Linked DNA regions of Mus musculus: regions 2 and 3 are each linked to region 1. A link is a contact called in public ChIA-PET and HiChIP or PLAC-seq data. All regions are on one chromosome and are shown on one strand. The core of a region is the stretch at or near the end of the contact, and the rest is flanking DNA. Distances in the headings are between cores, read along the strand shown. Region 1 holds the start of Kdm8 (lysine (K)-specific demethylase 8). Region 2 has its middle 22 kb from the start of Il21r. Region 3 overlaps Gtf3c1 (general transcription factor III C 1).

The links. ChIA-PET counts read pairs in DNA pulled down with a chosen protein or histone mark. HiChIP or PLAC-seq counts read pairs in DNA pulled down with a chosen protein or histone mark.
Region 2: a contact with region 1 is called in an RNA polymerase II ChIA-PET map of memory CD8 T cells, with 4,975 read pairs. The contact joins the enhancer-like site here to the promoter of Kdm8 in region 1. A contact is called at or near these places in 16 of 39 promoter capture datasets (the 3T3-L1 cell line, the C10 cell line, the HPC-7 cell line and 10 more), 1 of 15 datasets of contacts at CTCF or cohesin (embryonic stem cells), 7 of 484 Hi-C or Micro-C datasets (bone marrow-derived macrophages, cranial neural crest, embryonic fibroblasts and 4 more), 23 of 115 datasets of contacts at active chromatin or transcription factors (the 230-238 cell line, CD8 T cells, the NIH/3T3 cell line and 16 more) and 5 of 9 other capture datasets (adipose tissue, embryonic stem cells, liver and 2 more).
Region 3: a contact with region 1 is called in an H3K4me3 HiChIP or PLAC-seq map of the 230-238 cell line, with 11 read pairs. The contact joins the enhancer-like site here to the promoter of Kdm8 in region 1. A contact is called at or near these places in 9 of 39 promoter capture datasets (the C10 cell line, the HPC-7 cell line, hematopoietic stem and progenitor cells and 4 more), 1 of 484 Hi-C or Micro-C datasets (bone marrow-derived macrophages), 5 of 115 datasets of contacts at active chromatin or transcription factors (the 230-238 cell line, CD4 T cells, large pre-B cells and 2 more) and 4 of 9 other capture datasets (adipose tissue, liver, macrophages and 1 more).

What each region holds. Positions count from the first base shown.
Region 1 is chr7:125,442,279-125,446,284 of GRCm38.p6, reverse strand. It overlaps Kdm8 (lysine (K)-specific demethylase 8), which reads right to left and starts at 1,665. Exons shown (of 8, transcript NM_029842.5): 1 at 1,493-1,665.
Region 2 is chr7:125,579,527-125,583,910 of GRCm38.p6, reverse strand. No RefSeq gene overlaps it. Among named protein-coding and RNA genes, the nearest start is that of Il21r, 22 kb to the left of the region's middle. Within about 2 kb of position 2,505, at least 135 of the 459 cell types and tissues checked have an H3K27ac peak or open chromatin away from gene starts, as enhancers often do. A contact at or near this core is called in CD8 T cells, the HPC-7 cell line, the NIH/3T3 cell line and 9 more, where this site is marked.
Region 3 is chr7:125,678,374-125,682,618 of GRCm38.p6, reverse strand. It overlaps Gtf3c1 (general transcription factor III C 1), which reads left to right. Exons shown (of 37, transcript NM_207239.1): 7 at 1,356-1,517; 8 at 3,678-3,793. Among named protein-coding and RNA genes, the nearest start is that of Gtf3c1, 27 kb to the left of the region's middle. Within about 2 kb of position 2,473, at least 18 of the 459 cell types and tissues checked have an H3K27ac peak or open chromatin away from gene starts, as enhancers often do. A contact at or near this core is called in the 230-238 cell line, where this site is marked.

The sequences.
Region 1 (4,006 bases), core at 416-2,915:
AGGTTTCAAGTCAACCCCCCAGTGCTCCCACACAACCCGGTCTGACACAGATAGGACCAGACTAAGTGGCCCTGTAACCTGGCTATAAGTATGGCCTGGCTTCCTATACCCTCTCCCCGAATTGCCTCTTAGAAAAGGCAGTATTAACCAAAAGGCCTGCCACAGAAGGGAGCAACTGTTGGTTTATAAACCAGTCTTTAACAGTGTACCCACACTAGCCTCTAAATTGGCTTCCCAGAGTACCATATAAAAGTTTATTGTGAGATGTATAAATAGGCTTCCAATAGTCAGGTATAGATGGCCTAACTGTGGAATTCACCACCTAAACCAGGAGACTATAAATTTAAGAGCCTAGACAAACAAAACCGGGGGTTATTGTTGGTAAAATGACACCCACAATCACCCAAACACAGGCCACATGTACCAGCCTCAATGGCCTCATATGTTCCAGTATAAGTTTCTCTCCCACAGTGCAACAGTTAATAGGCCTTAAAGACATCTTGCCGGCCATTGCTTTGCTTTTGAAGTTGGTAGGGGCTGTGTCTTTGCTTGCAAGGTGGCCTTCTGGTATTCTACATTCACGTGTCAGGCAAAAGGCACTGCTTTCAAGTAATGGCCAGGTGCGGGTTGCACAAAACGTTTCTCTGTAGCCTTAATTCTAAAAGGTCTTTAAATAAAGGCCCATTTGTTGGTGTACAAAACGACGCTTTTTGCGAAAGGATGTCACCCAAAGGGTGCAGGATCTAATCTGTGTGGTTCTATCTGGGCTTCCTAAGTGAACTAAGCTGCTCACACCAAAACCAAAGGAGCCAAAAACGGGGCCGAACGGAATCAAGCCTCGCTTCCTAAGTGCACTTTTTGGGGATGCATTACAGAAACCGGTTTTGGTTGCTAAGCGGGATGCTGGATGCCTTAGCATGAACAACAGTCTAGGGAAAGCACGTGCAGTCCTTCTCTCAAAGTACCCGGCTGCTCACGCCCTTCTGGACAGTCTGGATTGGAGGGCTGGCTAAGTGGCCTAAGAGAAGACGCCCCGACTCCCAGGAAGTCTTTGGTTGTTGCTGTGGACCTCTGTCCGCTTACGGGGGACAGGCGGACTTGGGCGAACGGGTTCGAGGATGGAGATTGGAAACAGGTAGCAGTGGCCGCAGCCATGCCTTCCGGACAGACGGCGCAGGCGTGGTTATGTGGGCCGGTCTCGCCACTAAACCTATCCTCACACTTGAACCACTAACCGAAGCCTAAAAGGGAAGGGCACGACAGTTGCACGCATGCGCTATTTGACATCCCTAGCAGCTCCTTCAACTGTTTGTGGGGAGCAGATAGCTACTACGCACGCGGCTTTTCAAGCAGCTCCCAGGCCTCCCAAGGCGCCTGCGTGAAACCGTCCCGGCTCGCCCGCGCCGGGCTTTAGCATGGCGCCTGCGCAATCCGTCCTTCACGGCCAGGCTGCAAGTCTAAGCAACTGCAGCTGCCTGGAGCTCCAACTAACCTCTCTGGCGCTTGGACTTGTTTGTGTCTCTCGTTGCTGGCGACGACTGGTTCCGTCCGGGCGAAGATTCTTCGGCTGGCTTTATCACCGACTACACCGAGAGCATCGATCACTTCTGACTCGGCTGATCGCGACGGGTGCCTAGAGGAACGCGGAGCAATCGATGCCAGGCCCCGCCCTCCTCCGGTTCAAAGACTTGGGAGGCTTGAGCTTTCTTTTCCGGGTCATACCTTGCAGAGCAGTTTGTCACTTGCGACTACCCAATCCTTCCAACTCAGATAATGAGTTCTCCCTATTTTACAGAGTAGGAAGCCGAGGTGGAAGAAAAATAGCCACATGATTTTAGAAGTCACGTATATAATTTGAGCCCACAAGTACTGCTTGCAGGACTGGTTTCCGTGAGTTGGCCTATGGTTTCTTTGCAGAGACAGACTATGTGGAGTGGTGTGGCAGTCAGTTCGAGTTTTGAGTTTCGAGCATTCTCTCCCGGTTGACTCCAGAGGTGCCTGGAGCAGCAGCAGCAAACGATTCCCTGCAGCGATCTGCTAGCCTTGGATTTGGAGTGTGACTTCTACTGGTCAGCAGGGATTGAGTCGGGATGTGGCACTCCTCAGTTTTCGTTTTCTCAGGAACACTGAATCGGTTGCTGCCACACCACTCCACACAGCCTGTCTCTGCAAGGAAAACATCCTTCCAATAGGACTTAGACAGAACTCCAGGATATCCCTTCATTCTCTGTGACAGGCCAGCATTCCAAAGTTCCATGCTTGGTCTTTTGTTTGTTTGTTTGTTTGTTTTTAGGGTGTGTGTGTGTGTGTGTGTGTGTGTGTGTGAGACAGGGTTTCTCTGTATAGCCCAGGCTGTCTTGGAACTCACTTTATAGACCAGGCTGGCCTCGAACTCAGAAATCCGTCTGCCTCTGCCTCCAGAGTGCTGGGATTGAAGGCATGCGCCACCACACCTAACTCATGCTTGGTTTAATAAGTGATTAATCGAACTACTTGTCCCCACTTATCAACAAAATGCTGGACAGCCAAATTAGGTGCCTGCATGTTGGTCCCCATGCAGCTGTGCACAGGCTGACACCCGGGGTGTAGTAGCTCTGACCTGCTATATTAGCAGGCCACCCTTCTATTTTATTTCCTGAATTTTCTAGCTTTGGATTTCTTTCCTGTGAAAGAAAAGCTCTAACTGGGAAGATGAGCAGTCGTTTAAGTGCTTGCTTTGCAAGTGTGAGGGCCTGGCTGTAAATTCTCAGTAAAAAGTCAAGTGCAGGGGCAAGCACCTGCAGTTCCAGAACTGGGGAGGCAGAGACAGGAGGGTCCCCAGGGTTTCTGTCCTGTCAGCCCAGCAGAGTCAGTGAGATCAAGGTTCAGTGAGAGATGCTTGTTTGGTTTTGAACCCCAGGACAAGGGACTCGGGTGCATATTTTACACACCAAAGCAGACCTGGCCTCCAGGTTCTCCCAGAATCCCTCAGTCCCTACCTGGCATACCCTGCTCCCAACCCTGAACTTTCTAGCGTGGGGGCTGGACTGCCCTTCCCCCCAGAAGCTCTTCTTCCCTATATAATCCAGACATTTTGGTCTCTCTCTTCACTCTGTGTGTGGGGCCCCTTTCTCTCTTTCTCCCTCCCTCCCTTCACTCTTCCCCTCCCTGTAACAACCCCCCGCCCACTACCCATGGCTCAACTTCCCTGGACTTGGGGCCAGTGAGCTTGCCCACCCAAGAACAGTTTTTCCAATAAACCTGCCTTTAATACAATCTAATCTGGCTTAAGTTGTCTCATTTCAGTGGTGGTGGCTTATCAACATTGTCTGAAAATGAGATGGAGAGCAATTTGGGAAGATACCCACCATTGACCTCTGACTTCCATATGTCCTTTCCCCCAGCCCCTTCTCTGTCAGCTCTTCTTGTTTAGTCTTCAGGGCACTTGCAGACTTTCTGACCACAAGCTCTCTACTACAATGATAAGCTATGGTCTTTTTTTTTTTCTCTTTTCGAATATATATATATATATATTTAAAGCTCTCTTTACTAAGTCAGAATTTGATCTTTATGTGACAGTGGAAGAGAGTTTGCTACAGAGATACTGTGGTAGGGTGGACGTTAGTTTCTGAGTTGTCCAAACAGATCCCGTAGCAATTGCCAAAGGAGACTTGAACCCAGAAACTGCAGTTACAAAAACCCTCTTGCACAGTGTTCGGGGATGGGATTTAGGCAGCAGTCTGTGGCCTGGAGTGCTGCCAGCCAGAGAGACAAACACTGCTTTGTCAGCTTGCTTATCTGTGTCTTTTGTTTAGTGCTGGGGATAGAACCCAGGGCCTTACACATATTAACACACTCTCCCACTGAACTACCGCCCCCAGCTTTGTTTGTGTATTCAAAACCAGCCTGTTATTATGAGTTATAGGCACAAAGGAAATGTTTCCTTAAAAGAAGTGTAATTTTTCATCACTGTAGGGGTTTTGCCTCCTGTCATCTCCTTGCCACCACCCGCTCTGATCCTAGTGGC
Region 2 (4,384 bases), core at 1,256-3,755, 140 kb before region 1:
ACTGGCTCCAAACCCAGCTGTCGGTGGCCCCGGGATCTTCCTGTTGCTGCTTCCCTCATACTGGGGTCACAGGTGCGTGGTGCCATCTGGAGTTCTACATGGGCCCTGAGGATCTGAAGTCAGGTTCTCTGGCTTGTTTAGCAAGCACTTTGCCCAAAGAGCTGTTTCCTAACCCCCTTGTTATACTTTTCCTGTTATTAGTCTCTAGGCCTAAAAAAAAAAAAGTTTTGAGTGTTTTATTTAATTAACTTTATTTTCAAAAGAAACTTCATCTCCCCAAGATGGAAAAATGGTATCTTTACCATAAATCGGAGGGAAGTGCAGACAACTGAAACAGAAACCCACACTCCCTGCTGTGGGCTGCTGTACCACCCTGTGGATGATCAGCAGAGGAGAACTGAGAGAGGGCTCAAGGAGAGAGAGCCAGAGAGCCACGGTGAGTTCTGCACTCACTCCACCAGAGGCCCAGTTCTGCTTCAAGACAGTTTTGGTGAGCAGCTACTATGTGTCAGGCTCCATGGTTCTGGGCTCCACGATTCTGTGGCAGTGTGGCCATAGTCAGAAGTCTCAGCACTGCAGCCCACCTTGGAGGAGAAGACCCACTGGAAGAGAAGGAGGAAGGGTCCATAGTGCCCATAATTGTGGTTGTCCATGTGCCATGAGCCTTGTGCCAGCTGGGCTGCTGACATGGCTGAACACTGGCTGTGAAGATGCCCAACAGATGCTGTGGGTGGCTCTGGGGTTTACACAAGGGCACTGAGAAGAGACAGTGGGAGACATCAGTCCATCCGTCATTCATTTACAAGTCACGGTGCCTGTCTCTGTAGGACCAGATTTAGAAAGGATTGTAATTAACTTAGTGGGCGAAGAGGTGGCAGAAGAGAAAGGAAGAGAGGAGGAAGAGGGGAAAGAAGAGGAAGAGGATGGGGGCGTAAAAGAAGAAAGAGGAAGGAGAAATCCAAAGGAGGAGGAAGAGACTGAAGTGGACCACATCCCCTTCCCTCCCCCCTCCCCACCCTGTGGCTGCAGGGAAGAAGGAGGCCCCTGGGTTGGTACTGTAATTTTTATTCTGACTGTAACATTCATTGCTTCCCTGAAAGTATAAACATGTGCACAGGTTCCAGGAACTAGGGCATGCCTAGTTGAAGGTAGCTTCAGAGTTCCTTGTTCCATCCGCTACAACACTGAAGATTGGGTTACCTTTGCAAAGGAATTTCTGTTTAAACAAAAGCACATGGCTTTAGACTCAGGAGGCAGGGTTTGACGATTAGATGATGCGTTCGAGGACTTTTCCCTCTCTGCCGCACCTCATTTGCCTTTATCTTCCATCTCGATACTGTCTCTTCATGACCACAGTGTGGACGACAAAGCACCATACATTACACGCAGAGTGGAAAGAAAACGGCAAAGGACTTTCTCCTGCTGCTTTTCCTGATTAGGGAGGACTGTCAGTGTGGCCTGTGGTCCCATGGTAGCAAAGGACAAAAAACCATGTAGAGTGACTTGGGCCTCGGTGGTCAGCTGGAAATCATGGCAGAACTGTAGCAAGGAGGGTAAGTCAGAGTAGCCAGAACTCATCAGAGGCCCAAGGGACAGACACAAAGGACAGTGTGCAATACAGATGTGTGCCCAGACCACAAAGTCATAACATTACAGAGTGGTGCTCTATATGAGGGCCTGGATCTGGGTCTGCATGGAAGGAGCTGGGACAGAGGACCTGGACCTATGAGAAGTTGGTGCTATGTAATGGCAGAGGGATTGGGGTGGTTCTGCAGTGGAGTTCTTGCCTGCTGTGAGGACCTCTGCTCATGACCCCAGCACTGTAAAGGAAAAACAGCCAAGAGTCACTCTGCACATAGCCTATGGCGAGATGGGGACATGTGCAGACACAGGGTGGTGACAGCGGGGCACATTTTATCCTGGACTTGTGCTGTCTTTGGGATTAAGGGTGCCATTTTCCTTGAGCATAATTTACTGCTCAACTCCCGCACTGCCCAGACGCACTCAGTCGGACATCAAGAATAAGCTTAGCAGATGCTTTTAAAGAGTTTTGTGTGCAAGAGCCACTCCAGGGGCTCACTGAAGTGGTGATGTATTTAATTCTCACCACGGGCTCGTGAGACAGGTGTCAATTACAGATGCATATGTGAGCTCAGATAAGTTGCAGACTGGCCCGGTGCCAGACAGTTGGGTTTAGGGTATCCTGAATGTCTGTGCTGTTCTCCAGAGCAGGAGCATTGTCAGAGACAAGCAGAAGCTGGGCTGCACCTACTTGGGCCGCAGTTGGGGAGTTCCAGGAACGCAGGCTGGTGCTGAGACAGTGCGGGCCACCAGGGGGCAGCAGGGACTGAGGCACGGCCCTTCCCTTCCCCTCCCTCTGGACACAGGAGTTGCTGGGCATCACTTGCTCCTGCCTTCATTTTTCCCGCGTTTCACCCCAGAGTGGTGTCACGCCATGTCCACGGTCCCACGGACACTGACGTCTCTTGAGCTCAGTGTGGTATCACCGCAAATCCGCGACGTCACCGGCGCTGTGAACCCACAGCGCGCAGTGCACCCGCGGTGAACAGAACCGTGCCCTGTGGTCTGGGATTTTTTTTTTTGGTTTTGACTTAATGACTTAAGTGGGAAATTTATGTCAGGAAAGTTGAACAGGCTACGCGCGCTCCGCGGCAGCCCACGAGGCCGGAACCAGAATAAGCGCAAACAGCGTTTTCTTCCACCAAGTTAAAGCATCATCGTGGCTTCCAGGGCATCCAGCACAGCGGGGGCTGCTGGGAAAATCCCAGCTCACAACACCTTGGTGGCTGCGCCCGCCACGCGCAGGAACCCTCTACAGACATCACACCAACCCTTGGGTCCTTTCTTTTTTCATTTTTCTAGATCTTTCCCTGTCCTCTCTTAGTGGAGGCTGTTGACAAAAACACACAGAAACAAAGCTTAGATGCCAATAAACTTAAATAAAATTGTTCATTTTAAGTGAAAATTTCAACTCCTCAGTCAAACCAGCTGCATTCCAAGGAACCTGGCTAAGTACTGGGAAGCATTTCCTGTGTGGTTTGAATCTGGTGTGTCCCCCTGGGAAACTTGACTGGATGTGAATGCTTGTGGAGAGGGATTAAGAGGAGGAAATTAGTCACTGTGGTATTTAGAGAGGCCTTTGGGAGGGGATCAGGGTTAGGTAAACTCATTAGAGCAGGCCCTGGAATCATAAGGACTATACACAGAAACCAGACTCACGCTCACACCACACACATATACAAGTACACATGCATATACACACATACATGAACACACACATATACAAACACCACACACATACTCGAGCACACACACATATACTCATGCCACACACAAACCCCACACATAATAGAAGCACACACTCACACCACACACATACATGAACACACACACACCACACACATATACAAGCACACACACATCACACATATACATGAGCACACACACACTTACCATATGCATACATGAGCATGCTTGTACACACACACATACATGAACACACACTCACACCACACACATACATGAGCACACACATACTCACCACATGCATACACGAGTGTGCTTGCACATACACACACACACACACAAGCACACATACACCACACACATACATGAACACACACTCACACCACATACATACACAGGCATACACATATCACACATATACATGAGCACACACACACACCACACACATACATGAGCACACACACATGTTCTCCTATGGGGTGCCCTGACTCCCCTGAGGGCTCCATCAGCAAGGCCATCTCTAGATTCCACCTCCTGACCTCAGAATTATGAACTGAAAAAAGCCTCTTTTCTTTATAACTCACTTGTGCGTGGTACAGGGTGAGAGCACAGGAAGCAGTCTCGGCAGCTTCTATCTCAGCACACGGCTCTGTGGGGCAGAGCCGTTGTACACAGTCACTTGCTTACAAAGCTCCTTCCTCGGATTGAGCTTTGAGCCAGTGTCCTATGGTTTGGCTATAAAATGTGCACCCACAGCTCGTGTTTTGAACACCTGGTTCCCAGGTGGTGACATTGTTCCAGGACATGGTGGAACCTTTTGGACACTGGGCCTTTCTAGCAGAAGAGTGACACCAGTGGGCCTTGAAGGCGATGGCCACCTCCAGTTCCTTTCACTAGGGTACGGACAAACCCCAGTGCAAGTTCTTTCCCCAGCAGAGAGCCACTGAGGCCACCATGCTATCCCCACCATGGTGGAAGGAATACACTGAACTATGAGCCAAAACAGGTCTGTCCTATAGGCTGATTCTCTGGGTCTTTCACCAGTTGCGAAATATAACTAGCACATACATTTCTCCATGAGTCCTGATTCTTATTCTGCAAATTCGAAATAAAATTT
Region 3 (4,245 bases), core at 1,224-3,723, 240 kb before region 1:
TGGGTTTTTTTTTTTTCCAACCACATTAACTGACAGATGTAATAGTAAATAACTGTGTGATAACTATCCTGCAACAACACAGAAAGAACATATCATTTAGCCGAGCAAAGGCAGCTTCCTACCTATCTGGTTGTCATATGACTTTGAGACTCTGGGCAGGCCCCTTTGCAGTCACCTAAGACTTTTACCTCCTCCAGTTGTTCTAGGACTTCTTGATAAATTTCCCAGAGTTCGATCATTCTGGTGGGTGTCACACTGAATTTGCATGCCATTTGCCCTGCTCACCCTTAGCTTTCTCCTTTTACTTAAGGAAACCTGACAGCGTAATTTGCCTGTCACTGACAAGCTGTGGGGAGCTTGAGCAGGTGATCTAACCCTTCCATGCTTCAGTTCCCTTGTATATAAAATGACTCCTAGAGTCCTTAGGACCAGTGAGCTGGCATACGTCTATGCCAGGCATCTACATTGTTTCCTGTCTTTGTTGTCCTTTTCCTTGGGCCTAAGTGTGGGTTTTCCCCTGATGTGGTAGGCTATCTGGAGGTAGGTGCAAATTTCCTTCAGAGCCCATAGCAGCCCAGAGCATGGCTTGTACTGCAGCAAGGTCCCACCTTGTCTGTATTTGTCACTGGCAGTAATGTCATAACAGTGCTAGCTAAGACCTCTTAGTCTTGTCTGCCACTGCCTCTTTTTGAGTTCTTTGTAAACTACGTTTATCCTCAGTCCCACCCTCAGTCACCAGAAGGGCTCTTGTTGGCTTTAAAGGAAAAGTTGTTCTTCATTTCTTGAGCAAATCCCATGTGTGGCCCCTACCTGGAAGAATGAATGTTCAAAGGAATAGACTATGTCTTCCGGCTACACTGGCAAGCTAGCAGGGTGCCTCCTGACCCTTTTGCAAGTATTTCTTCCTTCTCTAAATTTGTTAACAAGACACTATAGTCTTGCCCCTAAGAGTAGTAGGTATTGTAGGGTTTTTTTTTCTTCCTAAATTTATATTCATTTTATTTATATTATATTTTCATTTTATTTTTGTGTATGTGTCTGCTAATACGTGCCATATGTGTGGGGATGCCCTGGAGGCTAGATTGGATTATTTGATCCTCTGCATTTAGAGCTAGATACAGCAGTTATGAGCTCTCTAATGTGAGGTGCCAAGAAGCAAACCTGTGAATGCTGGGAACTGGACCTAGGTCCTCTAAGTGCAGCAAGTGTTCTTAACCACTAAGCCGTCTGCTCTCACACCTCACAGGGGATGAACTTGCAGTGATGACAGGTCAGCTATGGCCTTTCAGGATGTCATCAATGCTCTCCCATGAGGTGCTGTGTCTATTGCTTGCTGATGTATGCCCTGTTCCTAGGAACTGATGTCATGGTGCGCTGTCTTAAGCTCCTGAAGGAATTCAAGCGAAAGATGGAAGACGACCACGATGATGATGACGATGAGGAGGTCATCTCCAAGGGAGTCCCTCCTGTGGACATCGTCTTTGAGCGGGACATGCTCACGCAGACCTACGAGCTCAGTGAGTCCCGCTCACAGCCCTTGCCTGAGGCTATGAGCCCTAGAGTGGGAAAGGTGTCCCCGTGAGGGGAGTGGGGCTCCAGCGCATAAAGCCTAGGAGGTGGCAGGCTTCTCTCCAGGCTTCGGCTGTGGATCAAGTTCAGGGTGGAGCCTTGTTGCCTCCTAGATATGTGGCTTTAACAAGATCCTTGAGCCTTGCTTCCCTGTCTGTGAAAATGGGGAATGACAACAGAATTCTCTATAGAGGTGCATCAGTAGACTGAGGGCATTTATTAGGGAGATTGTTTCATGTGGCGTGGACATTGAGGCCTACCATAGCTGCCACAAGTGGAAAACCCAGGGTCTTCATGATCCAGGTCAAGGGAAGAAGGTGCTCCTGACCCAGGTAGGAGGGAAGTGGAGAGAGAGTGAGTTGCCTTTCCTGCCTGTCGGTTCTTTTGTTCTTACTGGCTCCTGGTTGATGATATGCTCCACCTATCTAGGCATACCCTCCCTCCCCTGTTACCCTGTGACTCATAGGCCAGGTTCTGCCGGAAGTGGACACCTTCATAGACCTACTTAATAATGCTTGACCACCTGAGAATCCCTTAATCCACCTAAAGTTAACCATCACATTGGATGAAACCGACATGAGCACATTCTCAGATAAAAGGCACAAGAGTAAATTAGCTGCAACAGCACCCACAGAAACGCTCAGGCTTGGCTGGCTGTTTATCTTAATCTGTTTTCTGATGCTTAACAAAGCATCCAAGAGCAGACAGTATTTAAAGAAAAGTGTTGTTTTTGACGTGTAGTTCTGGAAGCTGGTGAGTTTGGATTAGGTGCTGGTATCTGCTCTGCTACCGATGGGGCCTTGCTGCTGCATAAAGGAAGAGAGGCAGAGGATTAGCAGACACGTGGAGAGTACCACCTACTTCTTCTTAGAACAGCCCAATAGAGAGCAAGAGCTCTACCCCATACTGCAAGCATCTCGCGGTCTGCTGCACAGAGGAAGTGAGCGTAGCCATCCCACTGAAGACAACAGAACTCAGCCTCTCTGCCGTTCTGTTGCGCAGGTTCTGGCACCTCTGTTGCCTTCTGAATTGTTGCATCATAGCCTCCACCGCAGGCCATGCTGGCTAATCACTCACTTGGCCTTTATGAAGGCTGATAGATTGACAGTTCTTGTGGTGGCTCAGATTCCTCAGAACATAGTTTAGAAACAACTGCCTATAGCCCTCTTGTCCCCATTTATGCCCCATGAGCCATCTCCTCTCATTCTGATGGCCATCTTTATGTGTGTCTGACGTAGAAAGCCTCCTGCACCCTGACTGGTTTTTGCCTGGTACCCTCAAATGTGTGAATGCATTTTTTTTTAAAAAGCAGTGTTTTCTGTTCAAAGAGCTTTGCCATCATCTGTCTAAAGCTCATGTATCAGCCTCCAACCAGGTTCCTCCCTGGAATATCTGATCCCAGGGTATTTCAAAAAGACTTGTGAAAGGCAGGTACTGTACTGAGTAACAGGCATGGACTCCAGGGCAGGAACTGCAGACTGCATACACGGTACTGAAAACAGGCAGCAAGTTCTGTTCTCGGCTATGGCGCTGCTGCCATCATTTCCTCGGATACTTCTTGCTGGTCAGGCTGTGAGAAAAGGGGCAATTGTTGGTCTCCACAGGAACATGAAAACGCACGTTAAGAGACGTTTTCAGAAGAGGAAGGAACATGGGGCACATGTACCTGGGAGCTGAGGCAGGATGATCGCATGTTCAAGGACAGCCCTCCCTGCCACCCCCAAATATTATCTTAAAAAGCATTTTGATGTTTTTTGAAAGGGTCAGTTTCATTAATCTGAGTAAGTTCATTTGTGAGAAAAGGCTAACTTCCTCCTGCTGCTTAAAGGTGATAGAGACTTTTAATAGGTCCGCTTCTCTTGGAATAGAGCCACAATTTGCTTTCCCATTCATGTTTTAGCATGGAGAACCAGGGAGCTACACACAAAGTGAGCAGCTGGTGTTCTCAGGGTCAGGTAGCTCTTCAGTCTGGCAGTGGAGTGCTCCTGGGGAAGGGGAGAGTGCTTTCTCTGGCGGTTCCACTTTCGTGCTTAGCCAGGGAGCAGGGAAGTGGCTGTGAGCAGCTGCCCCTGTGCAGTGGTGGGGTTCAAGTGTGGTATTGTTCACAGTTGAGCGCAGAGGAACGAAAGGAATTTCCCAAGCTGAGATCCGAGTTGCTATGAACGTGGGAAAGCTGGAAGCAAGAATGCTGTGTCGGCTCCTTCAGAGGTTCAAGGTTGTCAAGGTAACATCCTGTCATCCCTACAATACCTCATCTGGTGCTCCCATGGGATTATACGTTGGAGAAGCAGATGCAGTACTGTCTGTCCATGGGCAGGTAGCTGTATGAGGCTACTAGCATGCTAGGCCTCCCTTCACTGAGGGCTTCTCTGGTTTTGCTTCTTAAAAACTGAAGCCCTGGAGAGAGCGACAGGGCAGCAGCTGCCCTTGAAGCTCACTCCTGGGTGAGGGCAGTCAGCTGGAGCTGGCTGGTGTCTGATATGCTCCCATTAGTGTGATTTGCCTGGCACCTGAAAGTATCAAAAGCACTAACTGAGGCCTAGTGTTCCCCTTTTGTGATTCAAAGCTAGATCTCAGCCGCCGAGGCTGATGTTAGTCAGGTTTCTGTAGCTATAATGAAGTAACTAAGGCCGTTAGTTACAGAGAGGAAGGTGGCTTTGGCATGTTCTGGAGACT